Regions from separate parts of the Sus scrofa genome. Here region 2 is linked to region 1. The links are chromatin contacts, called in public Hi-C maps. All regions are on one chromosome and are shown on one strand. The core of a region is the stretch at or near the end of the contact, and the rest is flanking DNA. Distances in the headings are between cores, read along the strand shown. Region 1 overlaps NPAS2 (neuronal PAS domain-containing protein 2). Region 2 overlaps NPAS2 (neuronal PAS domain-containing protein 2).

What was found. A called contact is a pair of places that touch in the nucleus more often than the background predicts.
Region 2: a contact with region 1 is called in a Hi-C map of liver, with 3 times the contacts expected there. A contact is called at or near these places in 4 of 47 Hi-C or Micro-C datasets (epiblast stem cells and liver).

The regions. Positions count from the first base shown.
Region 1 is chr3:53,329,712-53,337,167 of Sscrofa11.1, forward strand. NPAS2 (neuronal PAS domain-containing protein 2) reads right to left here. Exons shown (of 21, transcript XM_021087167.1): 8 at 4,914-5,032; 9 at 4,143-4,225; 10 at 2,935-3,041; 11 at 92-239. Among named protein-coding and RNA genes, the nearest start is that of RPL31, 38 kb to the left of the region's middle.
Region 2 is chr3:53,432,737-53,439,995 of Sscrofa11.1, forward strand. All of the region lies in intron 1 of NPAS2 (neuronal PAS domain-containing protein 2), which reads right to left. Among named protein-coding and RNA genes, the nearest start is that of NPAS2, 54 kb to the right of the region's middle.

The DNA.
Region 1 (7,456 bases), core at 1,685-4,184:
CCCCCCAGACACGGAGACCAACTGAGGCCGCTGGGGCTCAGACCGAGCTCCTGGGGTCGGGGGGGGGTGCCCTCCCACCCCCGTCCCGCACCTGACCACTGAGTGCGTGCACACGATGAACTCGGGCTTGGAGTTCCACTGGTGATAGGTGATGTAGTAGTGCGTCTGCAGCCAAATCCACTGCTGCCCTTTGGTCAGAAACCGGTAGCAACACGACTTCCCTTTGCCAAATTGCATCACTGTTAACAGAAGATGGAGTCTGCACATAACAAATGTTGAGACAAAAATGCCCCCCCCCCATTACTGTTAAAAAGACCAGCTTTCAAAAAAGACAAGGCCACACACAAATCGATCATTTCCCCAGTCGTGATGGGTTTGAAGTGACAGTCAAGATCACTGTAAACCCTGGAGTTCCCGTCGGGGCTCAGTGGTTAACGAATCCACAACTAGGAACCATGGGGTTGAGGGTTCGATCCCTGGCCTTGTTCAGTGGGTTGAGGATCTGGCGTTGCCGTGAGCTGTGGTGTAGATGGCAGACGCGGCTCGGATCCTGCGTTGCTGTGGCTGTGGTGTAGGCCGGTGGCTACAACTCCGATTAGATCCCTAGCCTGGGTACCTCCATATGCCGCGGGAGTGGCCGAATAAATGGCAAAAGGACCAAAAAAAAAAAAAAAATCACAGTAAACCGTAATGAGTTCTGAAACAAGAGGAAGGATCCACCTGCTTTCCCAAATGCTCAGAGGCTTCAGAGAGCCTGAAACCAGGGCAGATTCTCCAAGTGGAGTTTAATTAAAGAGAGGCCCTGGCTTTCCTGGTGCTCATCTTCCTGCTGCAGGTGGAGTGTATTTGGCACTGAAGAAGCGCAGTGCCAGAGAACTGGACGGAAAATAGACCTGACAGCCGGTGGGCCAGTGGATCCCTATGGCTGTGGCTCCACCCTGGACTCTCAGCCAATGGGGTTCTAGAGCGCCACCCGCAGGTGCTTTCCATCGGGTCACACCCACGCGCAAGCAGCGTGGAGCCCCTGCGGTTAAACCTGTCGTGGTTCCCTAGGTGCGCCAGCGCACATGTGAACCATCAGTATACGCTGAAGGCTGAAGCCCACGCAGGGCAGAAAGCTGGACCATGGGTCCAAGGAAGAAGAGTTGGGTGTCACTGCCTTGGCGCCTGGAATTTAGGTGCCCCTTTAGGCACAAGGTCAAGGGAAATCCTAACTAGGAGAGGAACACCGCCGAAGGAGGTACCGACTTGGAGAGTGTGATGCATGCAGGGAGGGAAGCTGGGCAGAGGGGCTCCAACAGAGCAGAGATGTCCTGCCCCATCACAGTGACAGGTCCTCAGACCATGAAGGCAGGTCTACACCCACAGTGGCCGGGCACCACTGGAAGAGTCAGAAGCAGCCAGAGGCTTGAAGTAGCCTTGCTTCTCCCATTTCATGGGCCCCCAGAACACTAGGAGCTCCTGTTAAAAGGATGCTCTAATTGCAAAGACCCAGGGGGCAGGACACTAAGAGGCCATACATGTAGCAAACTCTTCATGACACCTGTGCTCTGCTCAAGGATCACCTTTGAGAAGAAGGGGTTAACAGTTCAAAGATGAGCCTTCAAACTTAACAGCAGATCCTCATCCAACTTAAGCCTGTTTATTTTTTGGCCATGCCCAAGGCATGCGGAAGTTTCTGGGCTGGGGATGGAACCCATGCCACAGCAGTGACAATGCCAGATACTTAACTCACCGAGCCACCAGGGAACTTCTCAAGCCTGTTCTTGCATCAACAGGAATAGCAGAAGAGTTCCCACTGTGGCACAGTGGGTTAAGAATCCAAATGCAGCAGCTTGGGTTGCTGCGGAGGTGCAGGTTCAATCCCCAGCCCAGGGCAGTGGATTAAAGGATCCGGGGTTGCCACAGCTGTGGTATAGATCAAAGCTGTGGCTCATATTCAATCCTGGGAACTTCCATATGCCCTGGGTGTGACCACTGAAAAAAAAAGAACAGCAGAGGAGAAAGTGATAATGGTTCTATAATGGTTCCATAGACAAGGCATCTAGCGAGACACAGTGTTGGTGGTCAAGCCATGTATCAGGAGCCATAGGTCAATACTGCTGGAAATGTTCCTATTCAAAGGTAGCCCTCAGCACCAAGTGGAATGGTTAATTCCTGGCTCCTGCTAAGGAAGAAACCAGATGTGCTGTGGTTCTCCTTCCTGCACCACGAGCCCCACTTCCTGTCCCTTTGCCAGCAGAGAGCCTTTCTGGACCCCTGTCCCGCAGTGGGGAGAAGGCTCCTCCCCTAAGCCCCTCAATATCCCTCTCACATCCCCTTGAATGCACCAACACGTGATTCTGCACTGTTGGTATTTTTCCATCACACCTTGCTCCTGCAGGGCAGCAAGGAGATTCTGGTTGTCTCTATGTCGCTGGCCTAGCTCAGTATCTGGCCTGGAGTTTGTGGCCCACACATATCTGCTGACTCAAGAAGAGTTACATGAATTCAGCCTTTTGTCTGAAGTGAATTGCCTGACTTAGAGAGGGAAGCCAGGCTGGGGGGGGGGGGGACTCCAACAGAGCAGGGATGTCCTCAGACCATGAAGGTAGGTCTACACCCAGGGTGGCCTGGCACCCCTGGAAGAGCCAGAAGCAGTGGTGACCTGAAAACCAAGTGATCAAGCAGCACTTTAGTTTTTTCCGTGAGATGAAAGAGCGCACACATCTGCTCTGTGGGGCACTGGGAGGGGGCTTGGCAGGGGGTAGGCAGAGCAGAGTCAATTCCAGAGGGCAAAACATGGGGGGTGTCCAGCCAAAGGACCCCCACCAATGCCTAGATTGTCCCAGAGGAAGCAAAGCCCTTTGTCTCCAAAGAAATCAAGGAACACGCTGTCTGGGCTCCATGGAGAGAGCCTGTGGCCCTGGGCTGGGGCCAGGGGGCGGTACTCACAGTGCTGGTGGCACCTGGCCAGGAGTTCCAGATCATCGACGTGGTAGTAGTCATAGCCCGAGGTTCCCAGAACTTCAAAAGGCAGGTATCCTATGATGGGAGGGGCTCTGCCAAGGACAGTGGGGTCATTCATCAGAGAAGAAGCACCACGGGGCTCACTGAGGTAGCCCATGAGGGTGCAGGTGGCCCATGAGGGTGCCAGACACTCTCCTCCCCCCTCCCCCGGGTCTGTTCCAGAATGCACGGTTGGTAACAGGCCAGGGGCCTCATTTCTCAAGAATAAGGGCAGGGAAATAATTTTGCAATGGTCCAAACCGGAGAGGCTGTGTTTTCCAAAGTGCTCATAGTCTGGGGCATTTTAGATACTCCGTTGCCTTGGCAAAACTTGGCCCCACAATCATAAACGTCACTACTACTGCATAATTAAAAATAGCTATAGATTGGAGTTCCTGTCATGGCACAGTGGAAACAAACCCAACTAGTATACATGAGGATGCAGGTTTGATCCCAGGCCTTGCTCAGTGGGTCAGGGATCTGGCATTGCTGTGAGCTGTGCTGTAGGTTGCAGATACGGCTCAGATCCAGTGTTGCTGTGGCCGTGGTGTAGGCTGGCAGCTGCAGTTCCTATTCATCCCCTAGCCTGGAAACTTTCATATGCCCCAGGTGTACCCCCCCAAAAAAGAAAGGCAAAAAGATAGCTACAGATTGGGTCAACCCAACCCATAGTGTTAAGAAAAAAGAAAAAAAAAAAAAAAAAAGAGGGGGAAGGGGAGATTTCTAGTTCTTAAACTGTGAAAAATGTTACCAAAAAAAAAAAAAAAAAAAAAAAGAAAGAAAGAAAGAAAGAAGATTGGGCTAAAGGAACAAAGGGTGTTGACAGAAATGAGTTACTCTCACATGCTCCTGGTTCATGGGAACTGGAGAGGGTCCCAAGTAGGCTGGGGGTGGGTGTACCCCAAAGATGTCCCAGGCTGTGGCACTAGCTGTCCCAGGATGCTCAGACCCAAACCCAGGGCACATCCACAGGTGGGACAAATGCAGTCAAGAAATCTCCAGCCCCTCAGCTGGGTACCACTTATCCCACCACAGGAGAGCTCTTTTCCTTTGAAGGGACCGGGCCCAGCTTTCCTCCTTCCGAGGAGACCCTGGCTCATGCACACAAGCCCTTGAAAAGGACCCAACCCAAACATGTTTTTCTTTTCACAAACCTGTGATCCAGAAATAAAAATTTCCATTCCAAGCTATGCCTTGAAGTGAATTCCTCTAAAGGCTCGTCAACGATGCACATTTCCTGTATGAGCAGGGAGAAAAAGATTGCTTGGGGGTGCCAGATGCTCTCCTCCCCCTCCCCCCGGGTCTGTTCAAGAATGCATGGTCAGTAACAGCAGTTAAAACTGTTTAGAGCAAGTCTCCAAGTTGTGTTGGACTGAAATTTCATCATCTGCAGCTAATTTTGAGATTAGCCGATGCTAAATTTATTTCACAAGCTGGAGAAAAATACCTAAGAGCCAAAATGTCATACCACTCCCTTCCCATTATTGAGATGTGCGGGAAACATGTGGAAAATGGCTTTTCATCTGAATCTGAATTACTAATTTAACTCAGCACTCAGGCCATGGATGTGAAAGCAATCACAGAGGAGAGATGCCAGAGCAGCCCTGGGTTTGACTCAGTTCTCACCTCTGCCCACCCTGAGTGGTGTCAAGGTCAGAGTAAAGGGTGGGAAGGTTTACAGAGTTCTAGAAGAGCATTGGCCAGACGAAGAGCAATTGATGCTGTGCTCAAACAAAATGGCCAGCAGGAAAGTGAAGTTAGAGGAAAGAGCTTGTGCGGTTGTCACCATACCGAAATAAGACATTTACCATTCTCAGCATCAATGCCACGTTCTTATTCTGCCCCATGGAGACGATGAACTACTTATAACTAAACGTGACTCGATCATAAGGGGGCTGCATGATCAATTCTCTCCAGGTACTTGCCTTTAGGAATTGTGGTGTTGCCAGGCGAACAGTGGCGATGAAGCAGACTTCCTTGCCCAGGGGGACTCGGCAAGGTCTCGAGAGGGCGCTGTCAAAGCCGTTACAAGAGGGGCTGGGTTCTGGGTGGAGGGGAAGAGAGACAGGTCAGATGCAGTACAGCAAAGCCAAGCCCCACCTCATACTACCAGAGGCTTTGGGTCCATGAACTGTCTCATTCCCATGGCAACTCAGGGACGAGGGTGCTACTATTAGCCCCATTGCACAGCAACCTGAGGTTCAAGGCCAACTGAGCTGGAATAGGAACGACACACTACTCCCTCACTTTTACTTACCCTGCCTCCACTGAGGTGACAGTGCCGAGAAAAATGCCCTGCAACGTGAGCTGACAGCCCTATTCTGCAGAAGGGCCTGCATGCGCACACCAGGTGGTGTTTTATTATTTTTTTAATTTTTAATTTTTTTGGCCGCAGCTGTGGCATGTGGAAGTTCCCTGGCCAGGGATGGAACCCACGTCTATGGCAGTGTCAACGCCAGATCCTTAACTGGCTGAGCCACCAGGGAACTCCCAGCAGGTGTTTTAAGGGTGAGTTCCATCATCAGACGGTGTTTCTGATACAGATGGGCTCGGGGGAAGCAGGGGTCTTGACACATGGTGACGCCCCTGCCCCTAGAGTAGCACAGCTGGGATTCAGGGGTGTCTGCCCTGAAACCGCCCCTCGGAGCCCAGTCTGCAAGCGCCTGGCCTCGGCTACTGAAGAAACAGGTCAAGATTCAGGGGGATCCCCACAGGTCCACAGTGTCCACAACAAAACTCGATGCCCAGGTGACAAAACCTGCTCATGGCGTCTTACATATTAAGTCTGGGAGGGCGTGACTGTCCTTATTTTATACATGAGGGAACGGAGGCCCAGGAAGTTTATCTGTATTAACCAAGGTCACTCAGAGTGGGAACGAAGCGCAGGGACTCCACCCATGTCCTGGGACACCAAGACCCCGGTTTTAATAGGGCCGAGAGGGGGCTGCTAGGCTCCCGCCCACAGGATGCTGAGGCCACACCCCCGGGGCGGGGCCAAAGGAGGTACCACTTGGCATCAGCGGTGGTTGCCCTGGGAGCCGTACACCTGTCTTCAGGTGACTGTAGGAAATTGCTTTACTTTCTGGGCCAGAGAAAGAGCCTACTATTTAAGGTGGAGTTTGCTAGGTGGGAAAAAGAGCCCTAATAAATATGAGAAAAGTCAGCTGACCGTGTTTACAGAATTCTCACCACATTCCCCAGAACCTTCTACAGGACGGTCCCTATCCCAGGTCACCTCATTCAGAAACTCAGGATTAAAATCAGCCACCAGCACTTTTTAAAGCTCCCCAGATTTACTAACATGCAGCCAAGGTTGAGGATGACTTTTCTAGATCATCTATACTACTTCCTTGTGTTTAAAATGTAGTTGATGATATCTCTTAACTCTGAATTTGTAGATTAAATGTAGTTATGTTTTCCAATTTAAGGACACATAAAGCATCAGAAAATGAACGGCCTTCTAAAATGACATCTGCAAGAATTTCTCCGGGAGTTCCCGTCGTGGCGCAGTGGTTAACGAATCCGACTAGGAACCATGAGGTTTCGGGTTCGGTCCCTGCCCTTGCTCAGTGGGTTAACGATCCGGCGTTGCCGTGAGCTGTGGTGTAGGTTGCAGACGCGGCTCGGATCCCGAGTTGCTGTGGCTCTGGTGTAGGCCGGTGGCTACAGCTCCGATTCAACCCCTAGCCTGGGAATCTCCATATGCCGCGGGAGCCGCCCAAGAAATAGCAACAACAACAACAAAAGACAAAAAAAAAAAAAAAAAAAAAAGAATTTCTCCAGATTTTGGCTTTGCAGTCATTTTTTTGTCTTCAGTCTTTGCAGGTTTCTAAGTGATTCTACCCATAGTGGGTCTACCCATTAACATGAAAAAATTCATTTTACCAAACACAGCCTCTGCATGCATTCACCTAAACACTAGTGTTTCTAAACATGAAGAGAAAGTGGGTAAAATAAAAAAGAGCGGGCCTGGAGTTCCTGACATGGCTGAGCGGAAACAAATCAGATTAGCAGCCATGAAGACACAGGTTCAATTCCTGGCCTCACTCAGTGGGTTAAGGATCTGGCACAAATGCAGCTCAGATCTGGCATTGGTGTTGCTGTGGCATAGGCCAGCAGCTCCAGCTCCGATTGAACCCCTAGCCTGGGAACCTCCATATGCCTCGGGTGCAGGTCTAAAAAGACCAAAAAAACAGTGGGCCCGAGAGAATTTATATCTGCCAGTCCTCGGCTTAGATCACTGCAGATTAATTTGCAGGGTGAACCAAGGAACGTGTCAAGGGAAAGGAAAACAATTCCACACAAGGAAGTGTCTGCAGATGTGAACATCTGAGTAATTCAAAAAAAAAAAAAAAAAGATGTTAAAAAATTTCCCAGATGTGAAATATCTGCTCTGCTCCAATCTGAGACGTGGGCCGCCAGATAACAACTTAATTCGATTCTTTCTCCTCTTTCTCAATAGCTAGAC
Region 2 (7,259 bases), core at 4,750-7,249, 110 kb after region 1:
GTAATTTGCTGCTCGTGGGGCCAGTTTCCTTTTCTTACGCATGACAGCAACATTTCTAAGGCTGTCTGCCCTCACAATCACTTTTCCTCTAAAAAGGAACACAGGTAAACAAGCCGGCTCCACTCCTTTCCCGCCAAGGAGGGAGCAGTCTTAGGAACAGTCTTCCAAACACATCCCATCTTCCACAGAGAAGGCGCTCATCTGTGTCTGTGCTTGTGTGTGCATGTGTGTGTGAGAGAGAGAGACTTCATGAAGGCAAGCCATTGGGTCTCTAAGCCACACACTCCAGAATACAATATGGCATCTCCTTCGTCTAAGATGCATCTAGCACCTTCCTGCCACCAGGAAAGTACCAGGAAATAAACCTTATGGAGTTTGCAAGGGTCCCAAAACTGTTTTTTACAAAAAAAAAAAAAAAAAAAAAGGAGTTCCCCACGTGGCGCAGCGGAAACGAATCCGTCTAGGAACCAGGAGTTTGCAGGTTTGATCCCTGGTCTCTCTCAGTGGGTTAAGGACATGGCGTTGCCATGAGCTGTGGTGTAGGTCACAGATGCAGCTTGGGTCTGCTGTTGCTGTGGCCATGGTGTAAGCCAGCGGCAACAGCTCCAATTAGACTCCTAGCCTGGGAACCTCCATATGCTGTGGGTGCAACCTTAAAAAAAGACAAAAAAAACCCCCAAAAACAAGGGACTAGACGGCAGTGGCTACACAGTGCTACCCATGTGCTAAAATGACAGAACAACACACACACACACACACACACACACAAGGCACAGGTGCTACCTCTGGTTTTGGCCTCCTATCCTAGTGATGCAAGATGCAACCACTGGGGGACACTGGGTGATGGGCATGCAGAACTGAGTTCTTTGCAACTTCTTATGACCCTATTGCTATTTCAAAATAACAAGTTTAGAGGAGGAAATGGCAAGAAAACAGCAAATGACAGTAAGAGCAGTGAGGACCCACACAGCTCCTGGCCCCAAGGCCAGGATGGGTCCCTAACCCGCCCCGGCCCCCTCCTCCAGCAGGTTGACCCCAGGAAGAATCCTGTAGGTCCTGGAGGCAGGGACACCTCTGCAGATGGTCAGCACAGATGCCCAGATCCCCAGTCCTGGGTCTCTGCCTGCTCCTGGCTGCCTAGTCCACTGACTGATCTTCAGACACCTGGTTTTACTGAGCATCACCACACTCTCAGGGCCTTTCAAAGAGTAACTTGGCAAAACGGCCCTGCCACCAATTCACAGGTTTAGAGCAAAGCCCTTAAACTGTAGAGTCCATAGGAGAAGCCTCGTGACCATCATTGGGGCCCACCAGGGCGTCTTCCCGAAACTCCCTCTCCTCCTCCACTGCACCGCAGGGCTGCGGTGATTCTTCAGGGTTTGATGTCTGGGCCTCAGCTGGCCCCACCGGCCTTCTTCCCTTGCATCTGGCCCCAGAGGCCTGCCCTGCAATGCTTGCCATCTTACCAGCAAGGAAACCAAAGCAGGGAGGGGTAGAGAAGGTCACGCACCGTGAAAATGTTGTGGAGCCGTTAGCTAGACCCGATAGCAACCCTACATCCTAAACCAGTCATGTTAGTACTTGCAAAAGGGCCTCGATGCAACAGAAACAAGAGGCCTTCCAGCCCTGGCCAGGGCTCCTTCCCTTGGGCAGCACTGCGCCCTCCACCCTCTCCTACCTCCAGTGGTGCCATCCCCATCCTCACCCTCACCCGGACCCTCACCTTGGTCTCCACTTCACAACCCATAGCCCCAGGCACAGAAGTGCGGTCAGGAAACAGGAAGCTGGGTAAGCTCAGGTGCCTTTGGCCTGAGAGCTTGACACGGAATCCCCAGCCCCCACCCCACCCCACCCCACCGCCTGCGTTTCCTCCATCCTTTGTCCGTCTCCTCCTCCTCAGCACATCAAATATTGACTCAGCCTGAGCTGCGGCCAGGGCATGGGGACCGGGGCCCAGACTAGGCATCACCAGACTGGCACCACTGTCAGCGCGCAGAGGGAGGGAAGGTGGCTACTCGTGATTGCTCAAATGATAAAATGAGAAAAAGCAGTTCAAAGTGTTTTACAAACAAAGATATACAGCAGTGCTTCTCAATGCAAACTGGCGCGCAAATCACCTTGGGATCTTGTGAAAATACGATTCTGATTCCATGGGTCTGGGGCAGGGCTGAGATTCTGTGTTTATTTATTTATTTTGTCTTTTGTACCGCTCCCATGGCATATGGAGGTTCCCAGGCTAGGGGTCTAATCACAGCAGTAGCCACAGGCCAATGCCACAGCCACAGCAAGCGGGATCCGAGCCACGTCCGCAACCCACACCACAGCTCACAGCAACGCCGGATCCTCAACCCACTAAGCAAGGGCAGGGATCGAACCCGCAACCTCATGGTTCCTAGTCGGATTCGTTAACCACTGTGCCACGACGGGAACTCTGATTCTGTGTTTCTAAGCAACGCCCAGTGACCGAAGTTGTAGGTGACACGGCTCATACCTTAAGGAAGAGGGTCGGGAGGCAGGAGTGGCAGGAGGGATGCTAAAGGTTACAAGTACATTCCACCTAATGCAAGTGGACATCGGGTGTCTAGGTCTGGAAGCCCACGCTGCCCCTGAACCAATGGCATTGGTGCCTCTAGGGGTGGGGCCCACGCCCCCAGGTGATTCCAGATGCCCAGAACCCCTGCTGGTGGAAAATCCCAGCTCTGGTGCAGGCATGCCGCCAGCCATCCCAAGCGCTCGGGAGACGTCTCCATGGAGAGGAGATGCGCTGCTCTCTCTGGCAGTTTCTTCTAGCTCCTGTTAGATGAACTTACTAGAAAATTTTCCCCTTGAGCCCAAATACCACTGTCTCCCCACTCCTCCTCCTGGGCCTTCTACTCATTTCTTCTGTATGTCAAGGCTACAGAGGATGATGGTTCTCAGCTTATTATTATTTTTTGCTTTTTAGCACTGCACTTGTAGTATATGGAAGTTACCAGGCTAGGGGTCAAATCGGAGCTACAGCTGCTGGCCTACATCACAGCCACCACAACACCAGATCCAAGCCACGTTTACCACCTACATCACACCCCGCTCACGAGGACCCCAGATCCTTAATCCAGTGAGCGGGGCCAGGGATTGAACCTGCATCCTCATGGATACAAGTCAGGTTCGTTTCTGCTGAGCCACAATGGGAACTTCCTCAGATTATTACTTTTAAAAGTAGATGAAATTCACTTCAAAGAAAATCTAGTCCATAACATCTTGAACATTTAAATACCATCAATGAAACAAAGCATTCCTACCTACTCACATGTGCCCGCAGAGATATCGTCTACCCACTTTCACAAAAAGATTTAGAAGGCATTTTCTTCTAAATAGTTTATGGTACCTTTAAAAAAAGTCAGTGGTGAGCACTGAAAACCCAAGTTATATTATTTGAACTCAGATACATTTCAAATGGGTAAACATCACTCCCTTACAGCTGGGTATCACTGAGAATCTACAAAATCAACACCAACATAATTAGCAAACATTTCTTGCAAAGAAAACAAGGAAGTTACCTTGATACTGTTGGCAAATCACCCAAGGTGTGGGTTCATACTGAGCCTCTTGTACCTTTCAGATGATGGTTGAAGCCAGGCGTTTGTTTCCAAGAACAAAGGAGGCAGCCAAATCTCTGTGCTTTTCTTCCTTCTCTGATGTAAACAGGGAGCTGTTTTCCTCTAGTTTGTGGCTGTGGATCCTTCTGTGTTTTCACCCAACATTGGAAAGATGAGCTTTCTGGGTTCTCAGCTGTTTCCTAAGCATGCTCATTTTCTTTCCAGTGACCCTGTCTCCTCTAGGCATAAATATCAAGGAAAACCGACTCCTGCACTCCCGTCTCCTTGCTGAGCTCCTGGGACAGCCCTCCAGATTCCCCCTTTTCCTACCCAGTCTTCCCTGATGTCTGGAGCCACGTGGCCACTGACCCCTGCATGGCCATTTGGTTCCTGGTTCCTGGAGACAGGCCTCTGCTGTGGGCACAGCTGATCCCAAAGAACCTTCCGCGGTTGCTGGGTTCACTCCAACTCATCACCCCTTTCTGCAATCAGTGCAGGACCCATAAGCGCCAGGCATGCTGGGCTTAGCGATACTACTGGTAATTTACAAATTCTCACATCCCCGGGCTGTAAGAGTTTGAATACGTTCCACTGTGTTTCAGCCACATTTGAGAAATCCATTTTCCTTGGTCTCTGGCAGCGCATGGCTCTTACCAAGCTGCGTGGTAGTAAAATGATGGCACTCCCTGAGATACGTGGGGAGGGGAGCCGAACCAAGACTCACATCATGTCCATAGCTGAAGGTTACAGCGATGACCACAGAGTGCAGAAGCATCTGAAGACATGCAGGCAGGACCCTCTGAGATGGGAAGACGGTACCCAAAGACATTCTCGAATGAGAGTCTGGGCAGAGACAGAGGCTGATGGATTTCAGGTGTGATGCAGACCAGCCCCCACGAGGCTCAGCTGGGCAGGAAAAGAACTTCTCAGAGCCACACTGGTCCAGAAAGCGCTCTTCTTTCATCCATTTTGGACACAGCAGTTCCCATAGTGATCTGCCACCTCCCTGCCTGCCTCAGTGGAGTGAAGTGAACTTAACTGTCACCTCTGCCCTGGCGGTTCTGGGTCATCAAGATGTTCGTGATGAGTGATGTCTGGGGAGGGCGTTCCTGATGAGCGACTGCAAAAAGTCAAGTGCACCTGGAACACCAAGGCCCTTCATCCTTACACCAGCTTCTCTGGTCACTGGGGCCACCTGCTTACCTTCATGGCACTTCTTCCCAAGCACTGGACAGCAGGTGACTGCCTCCCCCTCCCATGTCTGAGCTCTCTGCCTGCCTCTGGGGCTCAGCCTGGGCGGCCCTGTGACCTGTTGGGCTGTTTTCCAGACAGGTGAGATGGCCAAGGAGAAGGATATTCAGAGTTGTGCCACTTTCCTAAAAGACCTGAGCTGTGTCGCCAGCATGCTCGCCACTACCGCCCCCAGTAACCACCGGCCATCTCCCTTCCATGCCCCTCTCCACCCACCACACCAGCTTCCCATTTAGACTCTTCATTTGCTACCCCTGATGGAAAAGAACTGATTAAGGCTGTGGTTACCTAATCTGGCTGGGCAACAGAACCACCTGGACAGCCACTCAAATCCAGAATCCTGGGCCCCCAAGAGATTCTGACACTCAGCCTTGTTGGGAAGTCACATCTGGAAGGAACACGCCGACACCCAATTTCATGTTCCTGGAGGACCAGCACTGACACCCACGGACCTAGTGACCAGAGCAGTGGAGGTGCCCAGAGAAGCTGGCCTGGGACCATGGATTTCTCCACACAGCACATTCAGGTCCCACAAAATGGTACTGGCCATGTGCTTTGGTTCAACACTTTCAATGGTCCTGTCTACCCTGGAGAAATGCTGAAAAGCATATCTGTGGCTCCAGTGTTGCTACAAGGACCAGACACACTCGGATGATGCAACAGAATCAGGGAAGCCCAGTTGACTCCAAAGTAGGGCCCTGTGCCTGCAGTCAGCTGCCATTCAAGCAGGCCCGCTCTGACTCCATCAAACACAACAATTAGGGTGGTCAACGCAGAGAAAGGCAAATAATTCGATTCACCGGAGTGAAATGGAAAAACAGGCTTTATGGCATCATTGGTGCTAAAAATAACTTAAGAGGCCTCGCTTCTGGAACTCTGAGCTCCGTTGTTAACCCATCTCCGTTTCCCTTCTGTGCTAACATCATGTGGTTGGAAATTTGCTTTCTGCCGTATTTGATTCCATGTGGGTGTTTTTTCCTCATCCGTCTTCCTTTGTGTTACTTCAAGGGAAAAATAGCCCTGGGAAAGCTTTTATGCTGTCTGCTATTGTTCTGTATTTAAATCAAAAAGTACATGCTGCTTAATTCGGGGCCTTGAGACCAGGCTGACTGGCAAACTCCATAAGCTTGAAATCTTTGTTAAAAATGCCAAAGTAAACGACCTCTGGTCTACAAAACCAACAGCATGCGGGCCCCGCCCACACTTTCAAGTCTCAACACTCAAGTGTTCACTTCCAGGGCCCAGGCAGGTCTGAGTCTGCAAGGCCTCAAGAAAAGAGGCTCAGGTTCTTACCTTTCGGAGAGTCCAAGTGACAAGGCTTCAGAACCACATCTGCATGGTCCCCCAGGGTTGGATTTAGGTGTGTGTGTGTGTAAGCTTTGTTTTCAATTGCAATAAAATATACCTAACATAAAATCTACCATCTCAACCTTTTTGGAGTGTATAAGTGACATTAAGCCCAGCCACAAGGTTGTATAACCATCCATCTTTAGTAGAAAATTTTCATCATCCCAAACTGAAACTCTGTATCCATTAAACACCAACTCTCTGCATATGCGTGCACACACACACACACATCAGCCACTTGCAACCACCATTGTGTTTCTGTCTTTGGGTCTGACTACCTTAGAAACCTTGGATAAGTGGAATCATGCCTCCTGGAATTCATGGAATCAGAATATCCTCCTGTGTCTGGCTTCTTTCACTCAGCACCATGTCTTCATGGTTTATCCATGCTGCAGAGGTATCAGAATTTCCTTCCTTTTCATTGCCAAGTAATATTCCCATGAATGTATATGCCACATGTGCTTAAGCTTTTGATTCTACAAATGATGAAAATAACTATTTTCAACTTGCCAACATGTTCAGGATTTATACTTAGTTCCAATAACTGCAAACCTGATAGACAAACTGTCCAGAAGGAAGCCCACCACATGGTCACAAGGGCCCATCCACTCATATCAGGGCTGTGGCCTAGAACCTGGTATTAAATGAGCTCCCAAGTTCTAGGTAAGGAGCCAGCCTGTAGTGAAGAGCATCAGGGTTCTAGGCATTCCCTGCCTTGACCACACCACAGGGCTGTGAGAAGGCTTGTAGAAAACTGATGTCTGACTTCATTTTACTTTTATCTTTTAAAATTGTAACTGCCAGATAAGAAATTCCCAGTTTCTCTGTGAAGCAGAGACCATCCCTCCCAATGTGGGGTGCTCAGCACAGATCAGGTTCAAGTGTTATTCATCTTTGTCCCACTCCCTTGTGTGAGCTGTATTTCATTCCTCTTCCCTATTTGCTGGACAATCAAGAGCTGATTGTCTATTTACAACCACTCTCTGAAAACAGGTATCCAGAAGCCTCTCCCATGTTTCAGGTTCATTGAAATAGGAAGCCACTTTCTGGCCTTCGGCACTTCTGAAGCCCTATCATGCTGTG